Regions from separate parts of the Zea mays genome. Here regions 2 and 3 are each linked to region 1. The links are chromatin contacts, called in public Hi-C maps. All regions are on one chromosome and are shown on one strand. The core of a region is the stretch at or near the end of the contact, and the rest is flanking DNA. Distances in the headings are between cores, read along the strand shown. Region 1 has its middle 27 kb from the start of LOC109943058. Region 2 holds the start of LOC100285607 (calcium-dependent protein kinase). Region 3 holds the start of LOC103641991.

Region 1 (4,683 bases), core at 909-3,408:
TTAAATTATCTCAAGTGGCAAATTCTAAATTACGTTGTCGTGTTTGCCTATCACAATTGATGTTGGCACAAATAATGAGAAATTGCTTAATGATGAGTTCTACATTGGACTTCGGCAAAAACGTGTGACTGGCGAGGTATGTAACTGTGTTGAGATTGCTAGGAGTTAGGAATTGACAAAATATGTGACGCTTGAGATCTTATCTGTGCATTTTCCTTAATGTCAGGAGCATGATGAGCTTATTGAAGAGTTCATGGCTGCTATTAAGCAATTCTACGGTGAAAAAGTCCTCATTCAAGTGAATTAGACTCAACAATGTACTTTTGCTATGGCAGATCAATTTACTCTTTATCCTAGAATGTAACAATCTAAATTTTGGACAATTTGAGGGCTTTACCAATCATAATGCCTTTGATCTGCTTGAAAAATATAGCAAGAGCCATCTTGTTTTCAATGATGATATTTAGGTAAATGGAACTGCCCGTGGTGTTTTTATTTTTGCTGCTACCATGGGGTAACCTTAATTAATTGAGATCATCATCCTTTAGTTTATTGCCTTCTGAACTGTACTGATTTGGAAATATGAATGTTTGCAGGGCCAGAAAAATCTAAATTGTGGAAGTTTTACCATTTGTTTTGGCAAACAGAAAAATATGAACTCTTTGTTCATTCTTCATTCGTTGTTGGCAAGTTTGTTGTGACAACATGATAACGAAGGAACATGTTTTGTTGTCTCCTTTACCCTTCCTTTTCCCCATACTTATATCAAATGTAATAAACAAGTCGTATTTGAAATGATTTCATCTCAAATCAATATGGTACAGTAGAGAATAGATGTGAGAACTGATCTCTTTTGGTTTTCTTTTTGAGAGAGAAACTATATACATCTTATGCTAAACTCCCATGAGCTTAATAAATGAACCACTCGAGTTTTTCTTATCCATTCCAGATTTCATCTGATGGTACTACTTGTCACTCAAGTCATGGACAATTTGTCTGCGGATTTAACTACTGAATCAATGATAAAAGGTTTAGGGTTTGGCATTGTTGCTTCTGCTACTATTCCATGTCCCAGTCTGAGGTTACTGATGTTGGTAATCATGTAATTTTTACTTCATATTTCTATTTCTCTTGTATGTTCTAGACATATTGTTGCTAACATTTTATCAAATGATAGTCACCGTTGCAACGCACGAGCAACTAACTAGTAGGATATATAATATACAATACAAATTTGTATTCTTGTTTTTAACATCTAGCTTGTAAAGATTCATAAAAGGTAAACCTCAAATTCATCCTATATTTTCTCAAATAATAGATATAAACTTCGGTATGGATTCGGAAATAAATTCGGTAATTTTTTCAACGTTTCGTGTTGTAGGGAGCAAATAATACATAAAACAATTTATGTAATATTTTATTCATATGTGTACTAATGTGCTTGATAACATAAGAAAAGATCAACATTAAATTTTATGCATATCTATTTTAAAATATTAAATTTGTTCTAACAGTTTGAATTACCGTTTTCATCCCTGACACAAACATGCACACAATTGCGTGGAACATCGTAAAGTTAGTAATTTTTATTGGTTTAGTGGAGAGAACGATGTAGATAAGTCGCTCTATTCTATATAGCTGATGTTAATTATTTATTTCCGTCGATTTTTAATTTGTGACCAAACGAAAATTTCATTATTTTCATCGACTAGACCTAGGTTAAAGGAAAATGCTTGAATTTTACGGACCGTCATAAAAATAAAGAAATTATTTTGAACGTCCGGAGTTTTTCATTTTCCTGTAGTATCTCCTCCTTTTCCCCTCTAAATGTAATCTATGTCAGTAAAAATTGACTAGATTACCTATAAGATAATTATTACACTGGCTCTGATGGTAGCAAGACTGCAAGAGACGTATAGCCCGTGATGGCAGCAAAAACATTGCATTGAAATGCACACATGCGGAGAACCATGTCCATGTGTGAGGGTGAAGCTACTAACATCTGTAGCTTCACTGGTCCACCACGAGCTGGACATCTACCCGATGCGCTGTTGCGACTCGCAGTGTGCCAATTAAATGTTACCTGGGCCCTGGCTAGTAAATTGCGCAAGGCCCACTAGTCGCTGTCTCCGAAAAGAGTGAGGCCCGGGACTTCGGGAGAGCAATGCACACAGCCTATTTAGCTGTCGGGCAATAGGCCCAGCACAGGCTGCAGCGATCGTACTGATGTGGCCCCTTCGGGTTTTTTTGCTTATTAATATCCACTTCTTTTCAATGAATACATGTCCGATTTAATTTCGTTAAAAAATAAAATAAGATGTTGTACAATACCCAGATAGCTCTTTTCATGAGTCAATGGTGTTCTTAACTCCCCAACTTTTCCAAAATGAATATTGAGTTTACTTATATTTTGTTATGAGCATGGTATACATGCCATTTCAGATTTGTCTCCATGCCTTTGAGAGAAACTTTAGTTTACTACTTTTTCCAGTCAAGTATTTCGACAGGTTTCAAAAGTGCACTAAGAATACACCTTGATAGAATTTGTGTATATTTCAAATTTTACGGAACTTTGACGAACTTTTTTCAACATTTCCACACAACTAGCATATAGATTCACGCAGAAATCATATGTGGCAACCATCACATGGTAGACACTATTATTCCCGTACAAATTTTGTCTAAACTAGGGACAAATGGTAGCAAAATCACAAACTGAAGAGAGAGAGAGAGAGGGCAAAATCACTACACGCGCATGTACAACCTAGATACTACGTATTTCTTCAAGCAATACAACCTAGATACTACGTATTTCTTCAAGCAATAGATACATCTAAAAACTTGCTCATATAACCCAACGTATCATAGCCTTGTATCTTAGTTATTAGAACTTAAGATACGACTCATTTATATGGGTTGTATGTGTTTAGCCGTATTTAGACTTAGAGAACCGTGCTAGAGACATTTCTTCGCCAAGATACGTCTTTTGTGTGTTTTTTACACTTACTCCATTAAATAGCCCTTAAGATAAGGATTATTTATGTGGGTTACCTGCCCTAAAGCGTGAGTTTCGTGGTGCGTCCTCACCTCCACCACACGCGGTCAGCGAAATAAATTGGGAGAATAGGTAAAAATGGAGGACACTAGGGTTCAAACAATGGTTGTTCGCAATAGAGGGTCCATCTTCTACCACTGCAGTTCATATTTTTTTATGTTATACAAAGGATAGATATTGTGCATGTATATACTAATAATTTGAAAATAAAAAACTAATTGTGTTTAAATAAATATTCCATTTAAGTAAGGTATATCTATATGATATATAGAAATCGTAGCAATGTATGGGCAACTAACTAGCCACAATTATGTTGAAGTTAAGGGTAAGAAAAAAAACATGGATCTATTTTAGTATTTGACCAATAAAAAGTGGCTCCAGCTTATTATCAAGGTTTAGAAATTACCATATTAATCAGAGGAAATAAAATGAAATTGCCACTATTCATGTCAATAAACTATCCACAACTATCACCATGCTTGGGACATCTCACACAAACGCGATGTCACATGCAAACTACAATTTAGAATGGAAGCAGTAAGTGGTCCATCCATCAAGAATTTCAGAGTTGAGATGATCTACTGACCATGCATGGGACATCTAACACAAGCGCCAAGTCCAAATGAAAATTACTATGCACTAGGATATCCAGTGGTGGACGCAGGACGAAAGTCCAGGTGGGGCCAACCCGTAATGGAGAAATCACAAGAAAAAATGCTAAATTATAAGTGGTTTCTTGTTAATAGCATGAAATTAAGTTGTAATATCATGACTATTATAAAATAATATGGATATCGAAAATTCTTTTAGCGACACCAAATCATCGATAGAAAATTCAATCTACAATTAGAAGAAAAAAGTATTAGGTAAGCATCAATGTAAGTAAAAGAACAAAACTATATAGAAAAAACATCGAAAACATTATTAAACCGTCAATCTTGTGGTTGTGGCAGCTTGCACTCTAATGCGGGGTCGTGGCCGAGTGGAGGCGAGCCGGCTATGACGGGCTATCGGCTAGACGATAGGCTGGCGGCAATGGCAGGCGAGCCGCAAGCTAGCCACGGTGTCCTGACAGCTGGCGATGACGGTTGGGTGGGCGGCCAACAATGATGAACTGACTATTGCATGTCGATTGGGCAGTGGGCACAACGCTAGGACGAGCGCTAAGCGGGGGTTGGATGCTACAGACGTGCGGTTGATGTCTTTCTCATTATGTGTTTTAGTCGATATAGGTCGTGACCTAAGATGATGGACTAGATCTTGTGGGTTAGTCGATGATATGATGTGGTGGACCCGGTGTTTATCTAATTTAGTCTCATATACCTTATATTTTTATTTTATAGTATATGCAAAAGGTAGGTATAAAGAGTTCCAAAAATCGAGGTGGGGCCATGGCCCACTTTGCCCACATTGTGGATCCACCCCTGAGGATATCCACATGAGGCAAGTTCAGATTTGGAATTCACACAACAACACTGCAAAAGATTTTCGGCGATCACAATTATTTTCGGCGGTCATGGCTGTGCCACCGAAAATAAGGTTATTTTCGGCGGGCGTATCAGTGGTCGCCGAAAATAACACCTTTTTTGCTAACCACCTGGTTATTTTTGTCGGTCACTATTTTCGAC
Region 2 (4,683 bases), core at 1,202-3,701, 230 kb after region 1:
TTTCTACAAACTCTTCGTAGTCGATTCTCCCATCCTGCGAAATTCAGAGAGGGGCGACTGTTAATGCTATGGAAAAAAAATGGTTTGGTTATTAGCAGCAAGAATGCGCTCACCTTGTCTTTATCAACTTCGTCCAGCACTTCCTTAATGCTTGCTTCATCACCCACCCCATACTCCGCCATGGCTTGTTCCAGTTCGTCTCTTGTTATGTACCTGTGGTTGTTATGTATGTATGTTATTATCTCGGTTCAATTGTATTAAACCTTTTTTTTGGTTTTCCATAGCTGAGTGAGCAAAACGATATTCCCTATGTTTCTTTTTAGTTGTCGCTGGATAGTGCAAAATTAAACTATTCAGCGACAACTAAAAACAAACGGAGCAAGTATAAATCTGGCAGAACTAGTTTTACCCGCTATCGTCTTTGTCGAAGTGTTGAAAAGCAAGGAACAAATCCTCCTCCTTCTCCAGTTTATGCCTGTTCATCATGGCAGTGAGGAACTCGGTGTAGTCAATGCTGCCACTCTTGTCCACGTCAACCTGCACCGAAGCATGCATGACTAGTGAAGTAGTACTCCAAGCCTGGGTGTGGAAGTGGAACGGAGCAAGCAGTCTTACTGCTTCCATAAGCTTCTGAACCTCCGCTTCGCTAATCTTGGACCCGAGCTTCGCCAGCCCGTCCTTGAGTTCCTCGACCGTGATCGTGCCGCTCCTGTCTGTATCCATGTTGTTGAACATCTGCTTCAGCCCCTTGATCTCATCCTCTGTTAGGTTCTCTGCGATTACCTTTACAACGACACAGAAGACCAAAAAAAAATGTCATCTTAAACTGGCACATGAAAAGTAGCAGGTATTCTGGTTAAGGAGGACAGGAGGTTCACCTTCAGTGCAAGTTGCTTTAGCTTGTTCATCGCCTTGAACTGCTTCATTCTTGACAGGACCGCGCTGTCGATAGGCCTGTCAGGTGCACCACCTTTGAGCCATGGATGTTCTGCACATGGAAGTCATTCAGATGAACTATGGACCTTCATCTTCAGTCTTAACTCAAGCGCTGTATGAAATTAAAAGGCAGTTAGAGAGTGCAACCTAGGGCCTGTGAAGCCGTAATGCGCCTCTGAGGGTCCCTGTTCAGCATTTTTCTAATGAGATCCTTCGCGCTTTCAGATATGGAGGGCCACGGGGAGGAGACCAGATCGAGCTCGTCGGCCAATATTGCGTCAAATATGCCTTTCTGCGTTTCTGCTCAGACATATATACGCAAATTCTGCCATCAGCCGATCGACCAGTGTGGTCTGTCTGTCAGGACGGAAGATGGTTTGGATTCTGACTTTCACCTTCCCAGAAAGGCGGCGACCCGCATAGAAGGATGTATAGGATCACGCCAGCACTCCAGACGTCGATCTCCCTGCCGTAGTTCCGGCGCAACACCTCGGGCGCCACGTAGTACGCGCTCCCCACCAAGTCCTTGTAAACTTTGCCTGCACTCGTTTCGTTTGTCTAGCAATCGTCATTTATTGCATTGCATGGAAGAAAATCATGTTGTGTGCCGCTGCCATGTCAGCAGCAAGCAAGCCGCCGCTAATAACCTTCTTCGATGAAGACGGAGAGGCCGAAGTCGATGGCCTTGAGCGGCGCGTCGTCGGCGGGGCTGGCGAGCAGGAAGTTCTCGGGCTTGAGGTCGCGGTGCATGACCCCCATGAAGTGGCAGACGTTGACGACGGTGAGGACGTCGCGGCACACGGCGGCGGCCTGGCGCTCGGAGTAGCTCCCCTTGGCGGTGATGCGGTCGAAGAGCTCGCCGCCGGAGCAGAGCTCCATGACGACGTGCACGTCGTCGCGGTCCTCGAACGCGCCCTTGAACTCCGCCACGTTGGGCTGCCCGCTGAGGTGCTGCAGGATGGTGATCTCCCGGCGCATGTCCGCGATGTCGGCGCGCCGCACCAGCTTGCGCTTGGACACCGACTTGCACGCGTACTTTTTCCCCGTCGCGCGCTCCGTGCACAGGTACGTGGTGCCGAACTGCCCGCTCCCCAGCTTCCGCTCCAGGTGGAACAGCGTCCGCACGTCCACCGTGTGCCGGTCCAGGACCGTGCCCGTCTGGCCGGTGGGCGGCCGCCGCCGGCCCGTCGATCCCGGGCCCGACGGGAAGACTGGAAGCCGCGGCGGACGGTAGGACGGCCGGCGGTCCGAGCCCGAGTACAGCGGCACCTCCCGCGTCTTGTCATCGCGGGGCCGGGGCGGCCGGTACACCGGCATCGACGTCCGCCGCGGCGGGTCCGTGGTGATTGGTATCTCGTGCTCGTGCTCGTGCTCGTCGTACTTCCTGGTGAAGCAGTTGCCCATTGCCTCGCTGCTTATTTCGTCTCTCTGTGTGTTTCCTAGCTAGCGCTAGCTCCTTTTGGGAGCAGAGGATGGAGAACGAGGATATGAAGAAGGCTGCCTGCAAAGCTTGGCGTGATGCTCAGCTGCTGGATCATATCCTTTTGCTAGCTTGCTGTTTGCTTTTGATCCAGGGATTGATTTATGCCTTGTCTGGCCGCCTCGAGATGGAAAAGAAGATTCAGGGAACGCCTGAAAATCACGCTATCTTATACGCTGACAGTGCGGCGGCTCAGGTGATTTTTATTCGGTGTCGGTGATGGAGAAACAGCTGGTGCGCACAGCCAAGTCATTCCTCCGCCGTTTTATCGTGTCCACACTGAGGTCTGAAATGGTCTGGCGCGTCGGACTAACGATTCTGCGAGGAGTCACGCTGAGGTCTGAAATGGTCTAGACGCGTTGCGGCGGTACGAGGTCCTCGCAGAATCGTTAGGCCCGGTGCGGTGTGCAAAAGCCAGATTATGCCCGCTTACGGGCTTCACCAGTGGCTCAAGTATGATCCTACAAGGCTTGGGTCATGCCGGGCTAAGACCCATCAGCCTCCCAACCTTGCTAGAGCTGAGCGCTGCCGCGGCCCTCGTCACTTCGTGGGCCTTGCTACTCCACTGTATTAAGCTCTCTCCAACAAGGTTCTGTAAAGAGTTCTGTCCGGCATATTTAGAGGATGACAGTATCTGGTATCCCTCCAGCAGCATGCGCTAAATGAAACTGTAAAATTTACCGGTCGTCTCTCATACGCTATGTTTGGAGGATCCTCTATCACTTTGAAGCTGCAGCCTAGCAACGCGGGAGTAGTACGAGGCGGACTCCAGATGGGTGGGATCCATACAAAGAGTACGATAAAACAGTAATTATAATTAATACAGTTGCTAAATAAAAAATAAAAATATATAGAGGATGAGATATAGAGGATATTGTTGGAGAGAGTGAAGATATAAATGACAGAATCTTTTAGAGTTATCTGTAAAAGACAAAGAATATTCTTTTAGGAGGTGAAATTTAGGGGATGTTGTTGGAGATAGCCTACATCTACGCCATTCTGGTCTGTGGCCGCGGACGCGCTCCCTCAGTACCTACCGCCGGCTCGAAAGAACACGTAACGGAGAGGACTGAGAAGCGAGGGACTAATGTACTGAGGCGCAATATCCAGTTGACCTTATAAACGGTCATGTAAAGTACTGTTTTATATTATATATTATTTTGTTTATAGAATAGATTTTAAAATTAAGAATTAAATAGGGAATGGAATAGAGAGTTTGCTGGATCTGAGTGGAGTAATAAACACGCTCACGCTTCAATTAACGGCTGTCACGTTATCTATATGTCACACCCGGGTTTCGGGGCATCAAGACCCGGGCGTGAACATAATCACCAGGTGTGCTGGGACCAAGTCTCACACATATGATGAATCATGGCACAGGATCGAATGTCACATCTTTACTACATAACAGGAGTTCTGTACAAAATAAATAAATAATTACATAATAAGGAGACAACGGTCCAGCAACCCAAAGTTGACTGGGAGACGACGGCCTAGACCTCTCACGAACTCGTCACAGCATCCTGCATGCACCTCATCCTGCGGTACCTGTTCTTGACCTGTGGGGGTGTGAGACAGCAAGAGTGAGCTCACATACGTTCATAGCTCAACAAGTTGTGGGAAATAATGTGCATGAACTCGTCAAAGGTGGGAGTTCACATGAAGTGTAAGGCTTACCAAAGAGGATGGTTAGAGCTGAGCATTGCTTTTAAAGTTGGTCAAAATTTTATTAGCAATTACTAAGTATAAGTAAATACCAACCCAATTAAGTAGTAGAACAAAAGTAACAAACTCACCTGCAATGCAATGCATATGACAAATTGAGTTTAGGTTCCATAATTTAATCTTGTGAGTGTCCGAGCTGCTCATGACCGTGAGCACGGCTAGTATACCAGTTTTACACTCTGCAGAGTTTGCGCGTCTTTACCCACAAGTCATGTTACCCATCTGCCAAGAGACGGCCAATCCCATACACCTCTACCGAGGAGGCGAGGCAGGGTAACACTACGAGGCCTTTACAAAGTTTCACTAGCTTCAGAAAACCCGCTACAGTTTATAGGAAGCTCCAATGCAGGAATCCCTCGGCTGACCGCCATCGCAGCAAAATCAACCCGAGGACCTCCCTACACTGACCACTCCCCTACTGCCCTTGCCCCTTTCGGGTAAGGTAGTCCCCCACTAGCTTTCCAAGTTAGTCAGCCAAGGGCGTCCCATTAAACCCTTGTGGTAGCACTGTTTTCCCGGGTGGTTCTCCATGTTCCAATTAA
Region 3 (4,683 bases), core at 563-3,062, 170 kb before region 1:
GAGCGAGCGAGTGAGGAGTGGGGCGGAGAGCGCGGGATAGGTGAGTCAGGGTCATGTGTGGTCGTGTCGTGGCGGTCGGCGGGGACGCCACGCGCTGTGTGTGAGCGCGCGTTCTGCGCCCAGTGTGGCGTGGCGACATGGGAGGAAGGTGGGAGAAGGGTGACATGGTCCAACAAACCACGACGACTAACTCAGAACACGGAAAAAAGACTGCGTAGGGAGCGGTTCAAGTGTCGAGACATAGACCAAAGAACAAGCAAGTGATCATTGTCGCCTTGTCGACATTCGCTCGAAGCTGCATCGGTCGATCGACCTTCCCCCTCCCTCGCGTCTAGGCCGGGCCACGATGTCCACCATGCTCAGGGGCCTCACCAAACTGGCGCACAGTGACAAAGCATGCTGGCCAACGCTCGTGGTTGTAGAGGCCACGCTTCCCGTCAGCCACGACCACGCCATCCCCCAACCCTGCACATGGGTCCGCGCCATGGGGAGCACGAGGGAGTCCACCTTCCTGGACATCTGGGGCTTGACAAGGGAGCAAGCAAGGGGTCGACAGCGCACCAGCAGCTGCACCATCACCAGGAGCTCCTTCGCGCCCTGCACGCTGATGTCAACACCCTCAACACTGCAGATCAGCAGCAAGTGGGGAGCTCTACGGCACGCTCGACTGGGACGTCTTGTTGAGCTCGTCAGACGGAGCGCTCCATGGCGAGCTTTAACTTCGACAGCGGCGCTCCATTCTACAACTCTTACCGAGACCAAGATCAAGCTCTCTACCTCGCTCTCCGTCATTAGCAACTAGCGCAGGCTCCCTTCCCTTCTGCGGTCTGTCCACAGCAACCTGTTAGGACGTAATATAGACCCAAACAAAGATTGGATCTTAAGAGACATACTTTATTAGTTAATGGACCGGATTGACACATTGACTCAAGTTTAAGGACCAGAATTGCATTTTACTCATTATTTTTGCACATTTGAGCAAATAAAAAAATGAAGTTACCATAACCTTCTTACTATCTAAGTTTTCATCCATTTAAAATTTGATTTGTGGCCTTTAAAAACTTTAATGGTCATACTTGGTCGAAATTAAACGGAATTTAAGTGCACAAAGCAAAGCTTACATTGGTCTCGTACACGTAGCCCCGCATTATCGACAGGATCCCGACTTATCAGTCTCAAATTCCCCGAATACCCTGAATCAGAGCAAGAAAACTTCCATAAGTTTACACAGGCCGCCATTAATTTTTCAGACAATGCCCACGTCGAACCAACCAAGCCTACAATCGGGACCAAATACACATCGAACCAGGATCGGTTGACCCTAAAATTCCTTGGCGAAGACGCTCAATTCATGGGGCAGGCACATAATTGCTCAAAATCCGCCCCAGACGCGACACAAGGATGGCAAATCTAGGGTTTGGACGAAGAATACGGGGCGACTCTGGGACGCCGCCACGGGAAAGCAACCATAGAAACAAGGCGGATTCGCACCACCGGTCGGTGGACTCACCTCGGGGACCGGAGACGCCTCGTTCCGCCGCGGTGGCGGGGATCCGAATCGGACGACGAGCTGTCGCGCGATGCGACTGGAACAGAAATCGCCGAGGGGGGCGGACCGAGCCTGCTGCGGCCGAGGCGGCGGCTACGCCCGCGCCCGGGTAGCCATGGGGCGGAGGCAATCAAGGCTTGGTCGCCGGTCGCTGCGGGAAACGTCCTCCGGGGCGTCGCCGCCGGGGCGGGCGCGTCGTGGGGCGGGAGGCTTTTGGCTCTCGTTCGGTGGCAAGGGGAGCACAGGGGCCAGGGCCCAGGGAGGAGGCAGGGGTTGAGGCGGGCGCACAGTTAAATAGGCGCGTTTCGCCTGCGCCGGTTAAAATGCCTGACGTGGACCTGCCTCAGAGGCGTGAGATGTCTGTGGAACCTCCGCACGGCGCATGGGCTAGGCTTTTCTTGTTTTGGCAGGTGCTGCGAGGGCCCAATCGCGAGTTGGGACGCTGCAGGCCCGTTTCCATGCCCCAAAAGCGTTGCTTCCGTCAACAACGGAGCACGCTCCGACAAGAATGGAAGACACAGAAGCGGGGCCTTGGTGGCTTGGTCCCCTACGCCCTTGTTCTGACTAGAAAAGTGAAGTGATGTTCAGGCCGTCCAGATTCCGAACAGATCCTCCTGTTTATCCTGAGGTTTTCAGTTGGATTGCCGAATTTTTTGCTGTTTTCTGTGCTTTTCGTAAAAATGAACTGATTTCTGTGAAATTTATATATGATTCCTCTAAAATTCCTGCATTCTAAAGGGGCTCAAATGTTTCAAGGTTATGGAAGTTAGAAAATCTAGATCTCATCAGACCAAAAGAAAAAGACAAACAAGGCAGAAAGCCAAACTAATAAAAAGGACAGGCAAGGTAGAAAGCCAAACTAATACCACTAGCATTTCTGCGCTTGAACAATAGCTGCAAAAACAAGCAACTAAACACAAATTTTCACAAGCATTCTCTCTGGTCTCTCCACAGATAAAGAGAGGCAGGCAAGATACAGAAATTACGGGAACAAAGTCACATAGAGCAGGGAGTCAGAAGCTCCACCAGTTGATTTGAAGTGTGCATCGGCGCTAATGCGCTGTCATGTGTTTAAATTCTTCCTCGTATCCACTTCTGAACAGAAGACATAACATGGACACTTGGCCGGCCCATCCAGTTTACAGTACCAAAATTCTCCGTATATCTATTATCTAGTATTTACTGTTGATTACCCCTATTGAGCAACAAAACCAATATACCTCAGTACCTTACCAAGCTACCATGCTCTGGTGTCAGAGGTTACCTTCCTGGTGCGTCATGTACTATTTGGTTCTACTTATATCACAATAACTAGGGATTAGGGAATACTATGTTATCTTCTAAAGATCGATCCATGTAGCTGTTAGATCACTGGGACAGCATGTTCGAATTTCTATTTGCAGATTGACGAGCCAACCACTCTGCTTTGGTCAAACCATAGTAGACTGCTTTGCTTCCAGGCCACACAAGAAAATTCCAGCCAATGGGAGATCCACCGATGACATAAGAACCTTGAGGAAGTCCACCCTGTCGCTTTGTAAAACCTGTTATCTTACTTAGTCCGGGCCACTTCCTAATCTTCACCGGTAACCCATGTGCTGCGGTGTCTGAGTTATCAGGCTTGAGTGGTACACCCCCACCTGTATTGTGCACAAAATGTCCAGCCAGGCCCAGGCTTGTCGGAGGAACTAAACTCTTCTCTGCAGACAGAACTTTCCCAACACGCTTATCCTCAGGAGCTCTAGCTGCATGTTTGTTCAACGGTTTCACAGGTTCAGCAGAAGCGGACAGATCAAGCCGTGTTTTCTTGGATAATTCCATCACAGATTTCATCTCTGTAAGGCAAAAGAAGAGCAGAGGGCAGACAAGTTAGATTTAATTCTCCAAATATTTATGCATACATATGTACATATGCATGAAAAAGAAGTCATTATATATCAAAAATGTGTAAAATCGTTTAAACATAAGACCCATGCGCTCATGCCCAGGTAGTATTTACATACCACAAAACAAGAGGCAATCTAATAGCAAAAAGAAAAAAGAAAGAGTATATGCATTTTGAAAGAAAGCTGCTGACCAGTGTATTTCATAATAACTGATAATATGATGCACAGTTCTATTATTTCTTTTGCATTTCGAATAGATTACAGAACATAGCGGCTTGTTTCCAATAAAAGCTGCTTCTGAGTAGAGAACATAACCAAAGAAGTATTCCATACATGTGTACAGCAAACACAAAACTATAAGGCAGGACTCAGGTGGAAGGCTTTCGAACGCGGTCTTATTTTTACATGATATATAACAATTAACAAACCCAGAAATGTAATACACTGATAGTCATAGACGGGTTAACCGGTTAACCATGCTGAGGTTTCAATATTTGAATGGTAACATTTGAGAAGAAATGTCACGGCGTCTCTGTCATATTATGTTACAGCCCACAGAGAGGAATGTGTATTGAAGAAATATGGTTTTTTATAAAATGGAACTACAAAAAACTGGATAAGTTCGAAATCAGCTGCTGTAACACTAATTTCAGTGCATATTTTGATTACTGAAATACATTAGAAAATTACATATTGCTCCAACATAATGGACCAACCACTTACCATTCAAGATTCCTACAGCAGTATCTTTCTTTTCTGAATCAGTTCCTTGGCAAACCTTCATGACAACAAATGCAAATAAATTAATAACTGATTACAGTTTTAGCCATAACCAATAACATAACAAAGAAACAAGACACCACAGATACATTTCTCAAAAATAAATGTAGTACAATACCACATATTGGCATCGAAAGGCACACAAACAGGGCTGGTCAAACCTGACTAGTTAGACCTACACCACCTCCATCCCTTGAAATCTTATTTCGATTTTGTTTTCGTACTTGTCCACATCATACCATTAACTTCCACTTGCAAGAAAACACCAGTCTAAACACTATTATTATGAACTACGAACCTCAGGGGTCAGCACACTGTTTTTCTGTTCAAGCGTCAATGGAAACTTCCAGGACTCCATTCAGAAGCACAGTACTACGGCCAGCTATATAGATTATAGACAAATATGACAGCCAAAAAATATTTCTGTATGTTGAATTAGGAACATGTACTGCTCACATGCGTGTTGGG

The links. A called contact is a pair of places that touch in the nucleus more often than the background predicts.
Region 2: a Hi-C map of ear shows a contact between it and region 1, with 2.7 times the contacts expected there. The contact joins the promoter of LOC100285607 here to the enhancer-like site in region 1. A contact is called at or near these places in 3 of 25 Hi-C or Micro-C datasets (ear, leaf and tassel).
Region 3: a Hi-C map of leaf shows a contact between it and region 1, with 6 times the contacts expected there. The contact joins the promoter of LOC103641991 here to the enhancer-like site in region 1. A contact is called at or near these places in 3 of 25 Hi-C or Micro-C datasets (ear, leaf and tassel).

The regions. Positions count from the first base shown.
Region 1 is chr10:141,149,311-141,153,993 of Zm-B73-REFERENCE-NAM-5.0, reverse strand. It overlaps the pseudogene LOC103625688. Among protein-coding and RNA genes, the nearest start is that of LOC109943058, 27 kb to the left of the region's middle. Within about 2 kb of position 2,158, at least 17 of the 20 cell types and tissues checked have an H3K27ac peak or open chromatin away from gene starts, as enhancers often do. A contact at or near this core is called in ear, leaf and tassel, where this site is marked.
Region 2 is chr10:140,922,296-140,926,978 of Zm-B73-REFERENCE-NAM-5.0, reverse strand. LOC100285607 (calcium-dependent protein kinase) reads right to left here and starts at 2,451. Exons shown (of 8, transcript NM_001370722.1): 1 at 1,584-2,451; 2 at 1,332-1,475; 3 at 1,084-1,236; 4 at 879-988; 5 at 616-783; 6 at 410-537; 7 at 114-213; 8 at 1-34. The coding sequence starts at 2,340.
Region 3 is chr10:141,318,661-141,323,343 of Zm-B73-REFERENCE-NAM-5.0, reverse strand. It overlaps LOC103641991, which reads right to left and starts at 1,812. Exons shown (of 13, transcript XR_004853422.1): 1 at 1,511-1,812; 2 at 1,122-1,193. LOC100279635 reads right to left here. Exons shown (of 3, transcript NM_001152630.1): 2 at 4,159-4,213; 3 at 2,402-3,384. The coding sequence ends at 2,918.